Regions from separate parts of the Gossypium hirsutum genome. Here region 1 is linked to region 2. Evidence: chromatin contacts called from public Hi-C data. All regions are on one chromosome and are shown on one strand. Each heading gives the region's core, a stretch centred on a gene start, on an enhancer-like site or on the middle of the called end of the contact. The rest is flanking DNA. Distances are from core to core; before and after follow the strand shown. Region 1 holds the start of LOC107914156 (pre-mRNA-processing-splicing factor 8A). Region 2 holds the start of LOC107914518.

Region 1 (7,709 bases), core at 4,534-7,033, 210 kb before region 2:
ACCCAAAATTTTGGACAAAAATGCCAATAAACATTGTATTTTGATTGTGTTGGTGTTAGACAAAAACTACCCTTACAATCATTTTTCTCCTCGTCAGTTAACAGTATCGCGATACCTGGTTTGGGTATCTTGATACCTGAGCTAGTATTAAACTTGAGAGTCTTAGGGGGTCTCGATATCATGATACCCATCATTGGTATCATGATACCATTGGAAATGGCCTCAATTTCCTTCACTTCAGCATTAATTTCTTTAGTTTTGGGCCATTCTCGACTTTTTACACCACTCAATCATATCGTTAGTTCCACATGGCGCGTTTGACCAATTTACTTACAAAAAATGGCATAAAACTAATAAATATAATTTATTAACGACAAAACTAAAAATTGACAAAAACATATAAAAGACACCTAAATTGCTCGAGAATAAACGCCTTAAGTGTAATGGAGAGCCTAATTTGACATATCAAATTACGGAAAATCATGAATCAAATGAATAGAAATGGATAAAAATGATAAAGTTTGAGAAATGAGAAACATATAGAAATGGATGTGGTTTTCTCACTAAGTAAGGAAATGACCTGAGAATTAATTTATAATTTTTTGAATTATGAATTAATTGAAGTTCAAAAATTAAATTAAATTAATTGATCATTGTGATTCTGTTGAATGTAGAAAATTAAATATATTTTCTCATAGATCCTTTTTACGGTAAAGTTATCATGATTTTAGTAAAGTTATCATGATTTTAACGAAATTAAAATTGGGTTGAGAAAATTATTTAATTGAGAAATTAATTAATTTGTGATGTTTATTTTGAAAAATAGAAAAACATGTATTTTGTTGGATTGAATTATAAAGTAATAGGTTAAAAGTCCAAGAAGCATTTATAATTGGATCCGATATGGGATAGGCCCAAAAGCCCCTCATATTGAATACAAGAGACGACAAACCCTAATATATTTAACTAGGTTGCCATCTCTCTCTCCCCTAGTTCAACTAGAAAGTTGTTTTTCTATTTAATAGCCATTAAATATTTCTATTAATTCAACTAGGGTTTCACTTCCTCTCCCTATAAATAGATGGCACCAATAGGGCTAACAAGACTGAAGAAGTTACATACAACTTTGAAATATTGTTATTTTTCCCAAAAAGTAGTGAAAAATTATTTTCTAGAGTAAATTATATTTTCTAGGAATAACAATTTTACCAATTTCTATTATGAGAGAGATTTACTTTCCCACTAAAAGTAAAGAAAATAAATTTTGGTTCTATGTTTGATTCGATTTTGTTCGAATCCATGCTCAAAGTAGTTTGTGGTACGAGAATAGAGGAGAAAGTTGTTCGGTTGAAAGTCGAGAACAACAAGGATCGTTTAGCCCAAAACACAGGTGTAATTTCTGGAAAAGTTTATTACCATAAATATCACAAACCAACTCAATTTTCAAAATTTTATTTTTCTGCAATGTAAGAAAATTGTTTTCGAATCAAATTTTTTTCTTAAGAAATTGTTTTTGAACCAAATTTTTCCCAACAAGGAAGGCTTTGTAAACTCCAAGGCTCTTATTATTTGATTTGAGAAGAGCACCGGTGAAGTGAAGCCTGGAATTTGGAGCTTCCTTGGTAAGGTTGGCCTAAGAGACAAAAAGTTCATTTTATTCCTTCTTCAAAACCGATTAGTTAAAGGAGAGTAAAAAAATGTTAAAAGAGGTTGAGGTACAAGAAACAAGTTATAGGAAAATAGTGAAGACCCTTCTGTTGGTAAAGAAAGTATCCAAAGAGAAGGTAAGAAAGGAGGAATACCTTGGGCTTGCTAGAAAGTGAGAACTAATGCGACACCAACTTAGTTGTTTAAGAAATTATGAAAGTTTGAGGTTGGTGGAACTATCAATTAAGGATGGGGAATTCGAGAAAGAAGGGGGGTGAAAAGGTAAATACCTCTTTAATGGAGAGACTAAACTAAACTAAACTAGGCAGCTTCATTCAAGGTAAGGAATAGAAATGAAGCTATGATCTATTAGCTTGATCATTTGGTGGGTTGGTAGTCCATAAGGAAAATGGAAGAAGAAGATCCATGTTCCAAAATATAGGGACGATACCTACTCGTACTGCTTTGCGTTAATAGGCTCTATATATGTTCAGGGGACGGGGTCAGTTCCACCTTTGTAGCAGTATCTGCACTTTTGGATCTCAATTGTTCCTTGGGACCATTTATTGTTTTGCTGTTTTATTTGCATAGGTTATAATAGAAATTTCATCGTATCTTTAAGCATGTCCTAGCATTGTCAGTGCAGTTGTAAGTTATGGGTGGCTGAGCCTGTAATTGGTAAGACTTTAAGGGCTCCTTTGGATGCCAACGCACAACAGTGCGTTGAATTTTTTCCCCTTTATTATTAATCTCATTGCACTGGACTGTGGACAGCCTTTGGATGTGTTGGCTTCCAGCACAGTGAGGAGTTTCTACTGCACTGGACAGCCTTAAGCTGACCGGTAAAAGTTCCAGTAGGGCAGTAGACATTTTTAGAAGACAATAATACCCTAAATATTATACCAAACCCCATTCATTCTCTTATCTCAAATTCAGCAAGATTCTTAGAAGAAGAAGAAGAGCTAGCTAACCTTTCTAACAGGAACATGATTACGAGGATGTTTGGTTTTCAAATCAACAGTAAGATAATGTTTGGGTTTTGCTGATGAAGAGCTGAAACGAATCAAACCAGCTTCACGAGCAGATCTAAAGTACTGAGTTATGGGCAATTCATTTGCATGATCCCAGTCTCCAAATGCTGGAATTTGCCCACTTCTCTTGCAATTATAATCCTAGTTAAACAGGCAAAACAAGAAAAATCCCACCTTAGATTTAGCTTTAAAGAAGAAATTCAAACAAGAAGAGAAACACAACTTACATCCATGGTGGTCGGCTGTTATTTTGAATCTAAAATAAAAATAAGAGCAAATTGAAAAGGTGTTAGGTGACTTTTAAGGGTTGTGTTTAAAGAAAGTGAGATGAAAAAGTTGAAAAGAAGATATGGGGATTCTCAAGGAAGTTAAAAGAAGATACAGATTCTAGTTTCAGAAATTACACTGAAGAAGAGAATGAATTTAATCTAGCAGTGATGTTATTACTTGGTCTATATTTTTTTCCCTAATTTTGGCTTAAATTATTAGGCATTAGTTTCACAAACTGGAAAAAATAAGAAGGCATGAACGGGTATTCAGAGAAGAAAAGAACATGAAGAAGAATGAGTTGGAATGGATGAGTTTAATCATATTTTTATTTTGGAAAAAATTAAATAAAAATAAAAATCATAAAATTTAGGATAAAAATATTAATATAATATTAAACTATAATAAAGAGATAATATCTCTATTTCATATAATTCTTACTCTAATATTTCATTACTCAAAAAAACACCTGAGAGAAAAATATAGTAGGAATAATAATACTAAAAAAAAGCAAATAATATAATCCAAAATTTCCATTTATCGTAATTTGTGTCATATTAGGGATGAAGTTAAATGATACTTTTATTTATTAATTAAACATGAAACCGGAAATTTTCTAAAATTTAAATTGAATTGCGATAGTTAAATGGCTTATGGATTAAATCGTAGAGGAAAGTAAAGTGGTATGTTAAATGTAAGGAGGAAGAATTTAATTGATTGGAAATTGATAGGGATTAGTTGAGGAATTGGCCAAAGCCCTTGGGAGTAAATTGACCATGTTTTGTGGAGAAAGTAAATCATCTCCTTGGACCCTTGGGTGAGAGCAAAAGAAAAAGAGTTACTATAACAAAATTAAAAATAATTATCATTTTATCTAATAAATAATTTAAATTAATTATATAATTCATTAAAATATTGAAAGATACATTTTAATATTTTATTAAATGAATTTATAAATTCACATATTTTAATAATTTTAAAAAAGTAAAATAATTTAAATAACTTCTATTATATATCAATTCTAATATGATGTCCTTAATAGTCATTTTTTATTCTCACATCACCGCTACAGCTGCGTTTGAATCCAAACACACACTCTACCATTGTACCGCTACAGTATCCAATCTCACCGTTACAGTAATTAATCTCACCGCCACCACTGTTTTTAACCTCACTGGAGGTAAACACACCGCTCATCCAAACTAGCCCTAAGTCTGGATCTTTACTTAATGGTCTTGAAATACTAGTATAATTGATTTATGCCTTATGTGTTAGGATTTATGCCATTATTGCAGTGATTTCATCATAGTTTACTTGTAATCTTTTAATTGGTTTCATATGATTATTTAATATTTTTTTGTTGATTGTTCTTTGTGGTTTTTACATGTGAAGTAAATATTAGCTCATCGATTATTTAAGGTTTAACTAAATCAAGTTGTATTACATGGTTAGGTTTGTTAGTTTTGATGTCCTAAGCTTTTGATATAATAACATATAAGACAAATTATATATATTATATCCTAAATCATTTAGTGAAAATATGATTAAAAATTTAATGAGACATTTTCAAAGACTTGCAAAATACTCAAAAAAATATTTTAATTTAGGTAAATATTTTTAGATTAATATCAAAGTGTTTTAAGGTGTTTAAAATGTTTTTAAGGGATTATGACATGCAAGTCTCGAGACATATAGTATATGATTATATGTCTTGAGACATGAAAACTTCAAAGTAAAAAACTGATTCAAGAGTTGCCAAGTCTCGAGACAATTGACAGATTGTCTCGAGACATGGCCTGTCAACAGTTATATAATGACTATTTATCAGCCATGTCTCGAGGGATCTTGCCAAGTCTCAAGACATACATTGTAGGGACATTTTTTAAGCTCACAATTAATGCTTCCAATTACCAGAATTCATCTCCAATGACCATAAACATCTACAAACTTGTTCCTTGATAAAAATACACTTCAAGAACACTTCAAAACTCAAGAGAGATATCCAAGCATCGTGATCAAGAGAGAAATATTCAAATCTTTATTATTTTTATTTCTTTTGTAAATATTCTTTGGGAGCTTATTGTTAGATTATTTGTCACTCTCATTTCATTTCTTTGAGAGCTTATTTTTTTTTAAATACATGCCTTATAGAGGTTTCTTTGTTTACTTTCTTTCATATCACCAATTGTAAACTGTGAGGGTTTTAGTTGAGTTATAAAAACTAAAAAGGGTTCTAATTTAGCCATAAAAGTTAGGTTGAAAGATTCTATCTAAGCCTTAAGGAAAATATAGTGTTGTAAATGTTATACCTTCTCCTTGAAAGGTATTAATTCTTATAGAAAATTGGGAAATCCTTGGTTGAGGTATACCAAGATAGTGGAGTTAAGCAATTGGGCCGAACCATTATAAAACTAATGAGAAAACAATTTATATTAGTAGGTAATCTAAATTGTTCATAATCTATAGAATTAGATTAAACAAATGACTCATGTTATAACTATTCGTCTATATAAAACTGATGAAAGAAATAATTTGTGTTAGTATCAAAGCTGGATTGAATCTAAGCATAGAGACATGAACAATGATACATTAGATAAAAATGATATCGAATTTATCTTAAAATCCATTCATGGATTAATTTACTTGTAAGTCTATTTTGGTATGGATTGGGTTTTTGACTCCATGTCAAACAAATATGCACTAGATTGGGCCATTTCGGACAGCAGAGAAATTTGGAGCAACAAACATGGGCCTATTATAGCCAGAAATGGCCCACAAAACATCACGTGACACTCACACCGCCATTCGTTTATATCCCTAAAATTATAAAACCAACCGATTCCTATTTTCTTTCATCTTTACTCGTAAATTCTCACACTGTCTGTCTTTGCTTAGAGGGCAGAGAGGAAGGAAATAAGAAAACAGGAAGTGAGAAAAAAACTCAAATCCCCTTTAAAACCCTAATTTCCAATTTCATTTCATTTCTTTCTTTAGGCTGAGGTAGAAGCTTCTCGGCCAAAGTTGCCATGTGGAGCAACAACAACAACGGCGCTCAGATTGCGCCACCGGGAACTGGTGGATCCACCATCCCGCCGCCTCCAGCTGCTCAACCTTCGTACACCGTGCTGGCTCCGCAGAGTACGCCACAGGATGCCGAGGCCAAGCTGGAGGAGAAGGCTCGGAAATGGATGCAGCTTAACTCTAAGCGATATGGAGATAAAAGGAAGTTTGGTTTTGTCGAGACGCAGAAGGAGGACATGCCTCCTGAGCACGTCAGGAAGATTATCAGGTGAGAGCTTTATTTTTTCGTTTTTTACATAATTTTTTCTGGATTAAAGATTGTTAAGCTGAGGTTTTATCTATTTGAAGAATTGCTAAGCTGGTTAGGTCGGTTAAGATAGTTTCCTCTCATTGGTTTTTTTTAATTTCATCTTATTTCCCCCTATTTTGAAGGATATAGAGTGTTCTTCGGTCTTATCTATTATTTATATTTCTTGTTGGACATGGAAAGCTTCGCTTAGGTTCGTGTTTCTGCTATGATTTGAGAGATTTTTGGTTTCATGTCTTATGTTTTGTTAAGACTAGAGAAAACCTTATATTATGAAGCTTGCATAGGGCATTTTAAGAGAAGGAGAGGAAGACATGATTACTTGTGGAAATTATCAAAAAGATGACTGCTTATTGAGTTTGCATAGGAATGGCTTGAGTAGGTTGCTATTGTACAATATGATCTGGTATTCCGTAGGGGTTGTTCTATTGTTCTTGTGGTTGGATCAGTTCATAAGTTGCCCCTTAGAAGTTCGAAGTTCTTACTTCATGGTTACTTCTTCACTATATAATGGAATGTAAAGGGAAAGTTAAATTGTAAAATGTATCTGTAAAAATGGCTTGTGTTCTATATTTATTTTCTCCTTTGATACCTGATTCTTCCAAGATGTGCAGGCTTTTGAGCTAAGAAGTTTCTTTATTTTTGATCAGTTTTATCTTCACCAGTTAATCTTTAATATTTAAACATTTTTTTCTTTTGAATTTTATTGAAGGCATGGTACTCTCTTGGTTGAGTTAATATACCCTTGCCCTTTTTATGATGATTTATAGTTTAATGTTCTGATGGTATTATTATTTTCTCTTTCTTGTTGCCTTAGTCTTTTAGGATGGGTCCTGACTTGTCTGCTGTTGGATCTAGTACTCTGAACTTCCATTGACATGATATGCATCATGCAATAATGGTTAACTTTTTTTTCTCCCTGGCAGAGATCATGGAGACATGTCTTCGAAAAAATATCGGCATGATAAACGTGTTTATCTTGGGGCCCTTAAATTCATTCCTCATGCAGTTTATAAGCTCCTTGAGAATATGCCAATGCCTTGGGAGCAGGTTCGTGATGTGAAGGTCTTATACCATATTACAGGAGCTATAACATTTGTGAATGAAATACCATGGGTTGTTGAACCAATTTATTTAGCACAGGTATGCTTATTTCCTTCCCCTCATACAACAAACTGACACCGAAATGAGTTGTATCTCAGTTCAATTATACATGGAAGTAGTATACTACTGTTGTTATTGATTGAGTTATCTTCATCTCTACAGTGGGGTACGATGTGGATCATGATGCGGAGAGAGAAAAGAGATCGTCGACATTTCAAGAGAATGCGGTTTCCACCATTTGATGATGAGGAACCTCCGTTAGACTATGCTGATAATTTGTTAGATGTCGATCCTCTAGAGCCAATTCAGTTGGAGCTGGATGAAGAGGAAGA
Region 2 (7,488 bases), core at 4,652-7,151:
TTTCAGATTTTGGCTTGGCTAAGCTTATGAGCCGTGAAGAAAGCCTGGTATACACAACCCTGAGAGGTACAAGGGGATACCTTGCACCAGAATGGATTACCAACAACCCTATATCAGAGAAAAGTGATGTATACAGCTATGGTATTGTCTTGCTTGAGATAATTGGGGGTAGGAAGAGTTATGATCCGGGAGAAATACCTGAGAAAGCTCATTTACCTTCTTTTGCCTTCAAGATGTTGGAAGAAGGAAATCTGAAAGAAATCCTTGATCCTAAGCTAGTCATTGATGAAAATGATGAAAGCATTGTTTCTGCTATAAAAGTAGCACTTTGGTGCATACAAGAAGAAATGCGTTTAAGACCACCAATGACTAAAGTGGTTCAGATGCTTGAAGGTCTGTGTGATGTACCTCAGCCCCCAATGTCTTTGGGCCCAGGTGCTAGGGCTTACTCAGGCTTCCTTAAATGGAGCGGTAACGAGGGTACATCATCAGGACTAACAGAGTACAATAGTGATGCATCGTTGTCTGACATTAGACTATCAGGTCCAAGGTGATTCAAGCCATTTGTTTTAGTTGGATAATGGGATATGTATCTACAAAGTACAAAGATTTGTAAGCGTAAATTTATGCAGTATGCATGGTTTATATGATTTCATTTATGGTGTAAAAGTTCTCACCAGTATGTCCAGGTTTCTATGATTTTTGGCTCCAGTTCATCAATTAGTGGACTTTAAAAGGCACATTTTTGTAGTTAAAGCTAGTCATTGGTTGTGTGTTCGTCTTTATAACCTTGTTTACATTAAGTAAAGATCCAGCCAACTGGTGAGATACGCGTAAAGATTGAATGGGGCATCCAGGTGTAGTACAGGAAAATGAAATATTTAGGGTATGAAAAGCCTATGATTCAGTTCCCCCGTCTCTAGTTTTAATGCAAAATAAGTAAAGAGGTTGCAGCTGAAAAAGCATCCAGGATGAAGGTGATATCCATTCAACTCCTGTTTTTGTCATAAGCAGGTTACTTTTCTCCCAAGAAAGAGTTTTGATCGGACCCCACTTACCTGCCCTCAAGGGGGGGAAAACCAATTCTACTAGATATCATGTGAGACGATGTAAATCAATAATGGCCATCTCAGAAGAATCTACATCATTTATTTATTAAGCATGTTTATGTTATGATTTTGATAGATTGAGCGGACAGCTATATGGCCTTACGTCTCTTTCTGTTTTGAAAAGTATGAAGTTACAGTAATGGACATAAAGTAGGTAATGGTATTCAACATTAAGTCCAAATTGTGGAGGAGGTATATGGCTGTGCTGAGTTTGGTTGTCTACTCTCGTCAACACGAGACTGCTGATGAACTTGAAGACTACACGTTCAGGTTTCAGCTGTGCATAAGTGACCGATTCTAAGCGTCAAATTACAGGCATGATAACTTTATAAAAAATTTATTTTCATTTTTCATTTTTTTAACTTAATTTTCGTTATTTATCAGATCATCTCAAAATAAATAAAAAAATTAATATTTGTCAACTTTGACAATTAATTAAAATTTTAAAAATTAAAAATATATTTTATATTTTTAAGATAATTTTTAATATTTTTAATATTTATAAAAAATTAGTTGTTAATGTAGCAATCCATGTGTATGTCATGTCAAAAAATATTAACTTTTCTATTAATTTTGGGATGATTTAACAAATAACGCAAGTTTAAAAGAGGTGAAAATTTGTACAGAGAGCTAAAATGACCTTTTCTTGAAAAATTGAAGGGTCACATAAATAATATATTATATAAATTTAATAATAACTAATTACTAAGTAAAACTTAATTTGAAGTTACATTTATTAAGCATGGCAATGACAAATAGAAGTTAGAAGAGATAAATGAAGCTAACTAATATTGAAATAATATTCATATTTATATTATTAAAATAGTCATATTTTATTATATCAAGTGTTTATTATTATTATGTATAAATTGTAATATATATTTATTACTAAAATATTAATATAATTTTTCAATAATATATTAAAATACTAGTTAAAATTTAAAATTATTATTAATGATAAATTTTATTTTTGAAATAAAATAGTATTATTAAATAATTTTATTAAAACAATAAATCATATTAATTATAATAATTGAATATATGATTAAATATAAATATGTATGTTTAATAATATTAAAATTTAAAATATATATGTTTAGTATTTGAATATTTTTAATATTTTTAAAAATTAAAACTAAAAACTTATTATTAATATAATAAAATTTAACTTTATTCAAGTTAATTTTCATATAAAAATAAAGTTATTTATAAGAACCTCCATTTAAAAAATAACGAAGTTAATTTCACCAAAAAAAAACTTATTTTTATTACCAGTAAACTATTTTCTATTAATCAATTTTTTTAAAAAAAATATGAAAATATAAAAGTATTTTCCATAAATTATTTTCCATAAAATAAATACTCTTACTGTTTCAAAATAATAGTCATCCTTTGTTGTAAATCGTTGAACTCAAATGGTACATTAAGAAAGGTCTTTAAAATGAACTTGGATCATGGTCATGGGCTTAATGGGCAATGCCTTATCCAATATCTGGAGTTTTTTGGGGAAAAAAATTAGAAATTATTTTAAGAAATCAAAAGGTTAAAAATATGGAATCAAAATATTTTTAAAATATAAAAAATTAAGAAATTAAAATTACTAGTACCTTTTTTTTAAATATTTAAAATAATTGTTAAAAAATTGTCGAAAATTTAAATTATTTTAATCACATTTTTTTTTTTAAAATATGGTATCTTTATTCTTAAAAGGTTATTTTTATTCTTATAATTTTTTTTATTACCTCCTAAAAACTCTTTCAGTAATGTATCAAATAATGATCTTATATATAATTTCGTTCCCATGCATGGATAAAAGACTGTCAGCCATTGATTTTAACCAAGCATTTTGGTTAAGATACTTTGTAAGTTGAAAGGCAAATAGAAGCCACAAATCTCAACCATGGAAAACCAGCTATTTTTTCCCTGATAATACTCCCAAATCACGTTGTGGACATCATACTGCCACTTCACCATGTTTTCACTTCCATAACTTCTCATATCTCTGCCTATTTCTGATTACTGAAGAAAATTTAAACCTGCTTCCATATAGTGCCAACTAAGTTGAATCCATCTTTTACATAGACTAAAATGGAAGCTAATTCTCCAAATTCACAGTCACACTAAGCCAAGCTTTACCTTCTTTGATGAAGCTACTACAGAATTTGGGCCTTATTGATGCTCAAAATCATCAACTAATTAGCAGCGATACTGTAATATCATACAAGAGAACAATATTTTTAAAGAAAAACCCAGTTAGAAACATGCAGCATTCTTTTACGTTACATACCTGTCTAATATGGCCATTTTATCAAATATTGGATACCTGTGACATTTAAACTTACACTATCATGGCCTGAGAACCACCAAGGGTGAATATATATGACCTCTCCCAAATTCACACCAATATACATACCACAAAGATTCAAATGTCACAGTTCATGACCTTGGTTGTTAGTGATTTATCAGGTTAACATAGACAAAGTGCAGGAATTGAAAAAGAATAATATAATCTGTTAGAGGCTTTAATATACAAAATCACTGCAAAAACATAGGTTATCAATCTTTGTATCATAAAGAGAACCCACACCCTTGTTAAGAAATGCCCTTATGTCATAATTCATGACCTTGTTCGCTAATCAATAATCCAACAAATAGAAGAAATAAAACCTCAATCATAATCTAATTGGCTAGCATCTAAACCATGCACAGAAGGGAACAAGTAGTGATAAACATGCAATTCATGCATTCAAAACGTAGCCGACTGGTAGTATCAAATTACTCTAATGATATCTAATTAGGTACTAGACAAAAAAGAGTTAACTATGAATGTAGGCAACAAAAAAAGCAAGTTAAAGGTGTGTTGTGACACCATAGAGTGATTGCAAGAAAGTGTTATTACTACAGTAGTAATAACACCCTCTTGTAATTACAAAGAATTATAACTCTCTATATGTGTTTGGCTAGTAGAGTGTAACTACATCTTAAAGAAATAAAAAAGCTAAAGTATGAAAGTCATCAAGACTAATTACTTGCATAGTTCCTCCAATTCTCAGCATCTCCTAAGAAATGAAGCAAGTAATTGGGGTGCTACAATTATACTCAATTCGATGGGACTCACTAATTACAATAATTACCTATCCATGACAAACATATGTAATTAGGAACGATTACATTGTGTGGCATCTCACTTTTATCTACCTCCCAGAAGGTAAATGGAAAACCTTGATATTTGATTCCATAAGATGTTACAAGAATATGTTTCCCTAATATAACAAAAGCTAATTGGAAATGAAAGAAAACAAAGTACAAGTTCTTTACCTATATTTTAATTTTCTTCGCGTATTTCTGGTACTAATCTATCTGAGTCTGATATTTATATACAGAACCAAATTTCTTACTAGGTTATCTTCTAAATCGAGATCCTTTGTTAGGTTTACCAGTATTCCTCCCATCCCATGAAGAAGACCAGAAAAACAGAGACATCCAGAAAAGAACAGCAAAGAAGATCCGTGCACGATCCTGAAATCTAGACAACTTTCCCTCTAATCCTGTTCCACAGACAAAAGGATCATAAGAATACCAGAACTGGTTGCCTTCAAAGCAGTTTCAATGGAATCTTGACTTCAAATACAACAAGCAAACAAGAAAGAGTCAAATTTAGCTAATTATATGCAATGAAAAAAATATGGGTCTTTTAATACCGCCCTTTGGTAGCATTACATTGTCACGACAGATATTTCTGATCTCTATCACCAAAAATCACCATCTCCATAGCAACTTTCAAATTGGTACACACATTCGTGATCCCATTAACATATAATCTATTATAAAAATCATCGAATAAAAGAAACAAATCACAAGCTTCAAATTTTACTTATGATAACACAAAACTATATAAAAATTCCCAAAAGAAAAGTTTTACATTCAATAAATCATATTTCGTTCCTACTAAGGAAACAAAGAAGACTGCCCTATCGAATTGTGAATTGGTTCTAGTTTTCATTCCTCGTACCAGACCAATCCGCATTCCAAGTAACAATGGTTCTAAACAGTTGCTTTTACTCCAATGATGCATTAACGGATGATGTGTAAAATTAAGTACCAGTTCTTGTTAAAAAATACACTACTAATCTACTATGTTCACTTGGGTGTTAATTATGGAAAACAGTAACAAACAAAACACTCATCCACTTTTGAAGAGCCAGAAATGTTACTGGTAATCTAAAATTTTCTTTTCCTTTTTTGATTCTTAATCCAGAAAAAAGAAAATAAAGAGAGAAAGCAACTATTAATTGCTACACTAAGCTTCTGAACTTACAACTAACATATTTGCAATTTCAAGACTGAATTTTAAAGGAAGAAGAAAAGAAAACAACTTGACAACTAGAAAGAAAAGACAAAATATGAGCGGAAAATATCCAAAGTCTAAATTTTCCATAATTATTCACACACACAAGAAAAAATCAAAGAAATTAATCCAAATCCAACTCCAATCGCATGAACACACAATCAGCAAAAGTTAAAAAAAAAAAAGAGAAAAAAAGGTGGAAACCTGGGGGGTCAGAGTCAGGCGGAGAAGGTGGAGGGGAGCCGGCAGAGAGACAACGTGGAGGGCGGGTAGGGGAAAAGGAACGGAGGCGGACGGGGAGGGAGGGAGAGAGGGGATGAAACCTGGGGGGAAAGATCAAAGATTTGGAAAAGGAATAAGAGTGGTGGGGTGAAGGTGCGAAAGGGGTGAGCATTTCCATTTTTCTGGTATCCATGCAACCAACTCACTTAAACTCCCCAAATTATCGTTTATATAGTAGTGGGCTTGGACTATAAGGCTAATTTCATTTTTCTCATCTGAAATTGGGCCTACCAATTTGGTACTCTCGTTTTTGTGGGGAGTTTTAATTTTTAAAGTATTTTTTTAAAATTAAAGGAGGGGTTGATTTGAAAATTCAATTAAATGGCTCACAAGATTTTAGATGGTGAGTGAAATTTTACATAAATTATTTTTAACAATCGACTCAATTTTAATTTAACTCGTATCGATACTACTATAAGTGTAGAAAAATATGAATTCAAATGTACTAAATATATTTATCCATTTATTTAAATTATGCTTAGTTTTATAGACTTATTGAAGTCTTCTTTGTAAAAGATCTAATTGGGCAATATTTTTATTTAAATTATAATGTATTTATTCCATCTAATCATTCATATCTTAATTCATATATATATATATATATCAGGTAATATTGGATTAACATAAGAAATTTATAACCTTTTTGACAATTTGAAAAATGGATTCTTAGTATAATAATTACAAATTTCGAATTTTATTTTGAAAAGTGATCGATTTATTAATTTTTAATTAAAATTTGATATCACCAATAATTTATTTGAATTTAAGTTATTCAAATCTTAAATTCAAAATCTTGGCTTAACGAAAACTTTCAACTTTTAGAAATTTTAAAATTTTAAGTTCAAATTATGTATACGTAAATTATATGCGAGTAAATTAATTTGAGTTAAATTAGTCTCATCCATGTAAAGCTTCAACAATTTATTTAAATTTATTTGTATTCAAGTAATTCAATCTTCATTTCACCATTAAGGCCTTAATTTAATTATAGTTGTTTATAAAAGGACACATAATCAGCAACTCAAAATGTTGACCTTCACGTTGACTCAACTTGAAAAGAGGTTTAGTTGGACCATTTGCCAGGATCAAAGGAGTACCAACCCTTCATTCCCTTGAAAATGGCCAGGCACCTGCTTTAAGGATGAACATTCTTTTAAGTGTAAACATGCCCTCAAGACGATGAGGGACCTACTTGAGCATAACAACCTTCTATTAATTGAATAACATATTTAGTCCATGCTTTTTAGAACATGCTTTATACAAAGAAGAATAGCATATTTAGTACTGCTCAAACTATGAATAACATGCTTTATACAAAGAAGAATAGCAGCAACTACTGCTAACAAATCCTAAGCAGACTAACTTCTAATCAAACTAACTACTCCAACTGACTCTTAGTTACTCTAATATTCACCCATCACTCACGTCTTGTAACACCAAGTTTACTCTACAATTGAAAAAAAATGTGGAGGATACGACTTGGTAAGTATGTCAGCAACTTGATCAAGGCACTGGAACTTCACTTACAACAATTCTTTCGTAAGCAACTTTCTCACGAGCAAAGAACAAATCAAGCTCGACGTGTTTGAATTTCAAATAAAGAACTGAATTGGCTAAAACAGCAATGACATTTGAATTGTCACACCAAATAGCAGATTTGTCATTTGAAACCATGCGAAGCTCACTCAACAATGACTCAAGCCATGTAACATCAGCAGTAGCAGCAATACTCCTATATTCGGCTTTTGT

The links. Hi-C and Micro-C count contacts between places; a contact is called where the count stands out from the background.
Region 1: a contact with region 2 is called in a Hi-C map of leaf, with 4 times the contacts expected there. The contact joins the promoter of LOC107914156 here to the promoter of LOC107914518 in region 2. A contact is called at or near these places in 3 of 34 Hi-C or Micro-C datasets (callus and leaf).

Annotation. Positions count from the first base shown.
Region 1 is chrD10:9,362,356-9,370,064 of Gossypium_hirsutum_v2.1, reverse strand. It overlaps LOC107914156 (pre-mRNA-processing-splicing factor 8A), which reads left to right and starts at 5,783. Exons shown (of 23, transcript XM_041103055.1): 1 at 5,783-6,234; 2 at 7,200-7,416; 3 at 7,540-7,709. The coding sequence starts at 5,972.
Region 2 is chrD10:9,152,782-9,160,269 of Gossypium_hirsutum_v2.1, reverse strand. LOC107914518 reads right to left here and starts at 5,901. Exons shown (of 2, transcript XM_016843458.2): 1 at 5,662-5,901; 2 at 4,319-4,657. The coding sequence starts at 5,872. The coding sequence ends at 4,512. LOC107914158 (G-type lectin S-receptor-like serine/threonine-protein kinase SD2-5) reads left to right here. Exons shown (of 2, transcript XM_016842952.2): 2 at 1-911. The coding sequence ends at 554.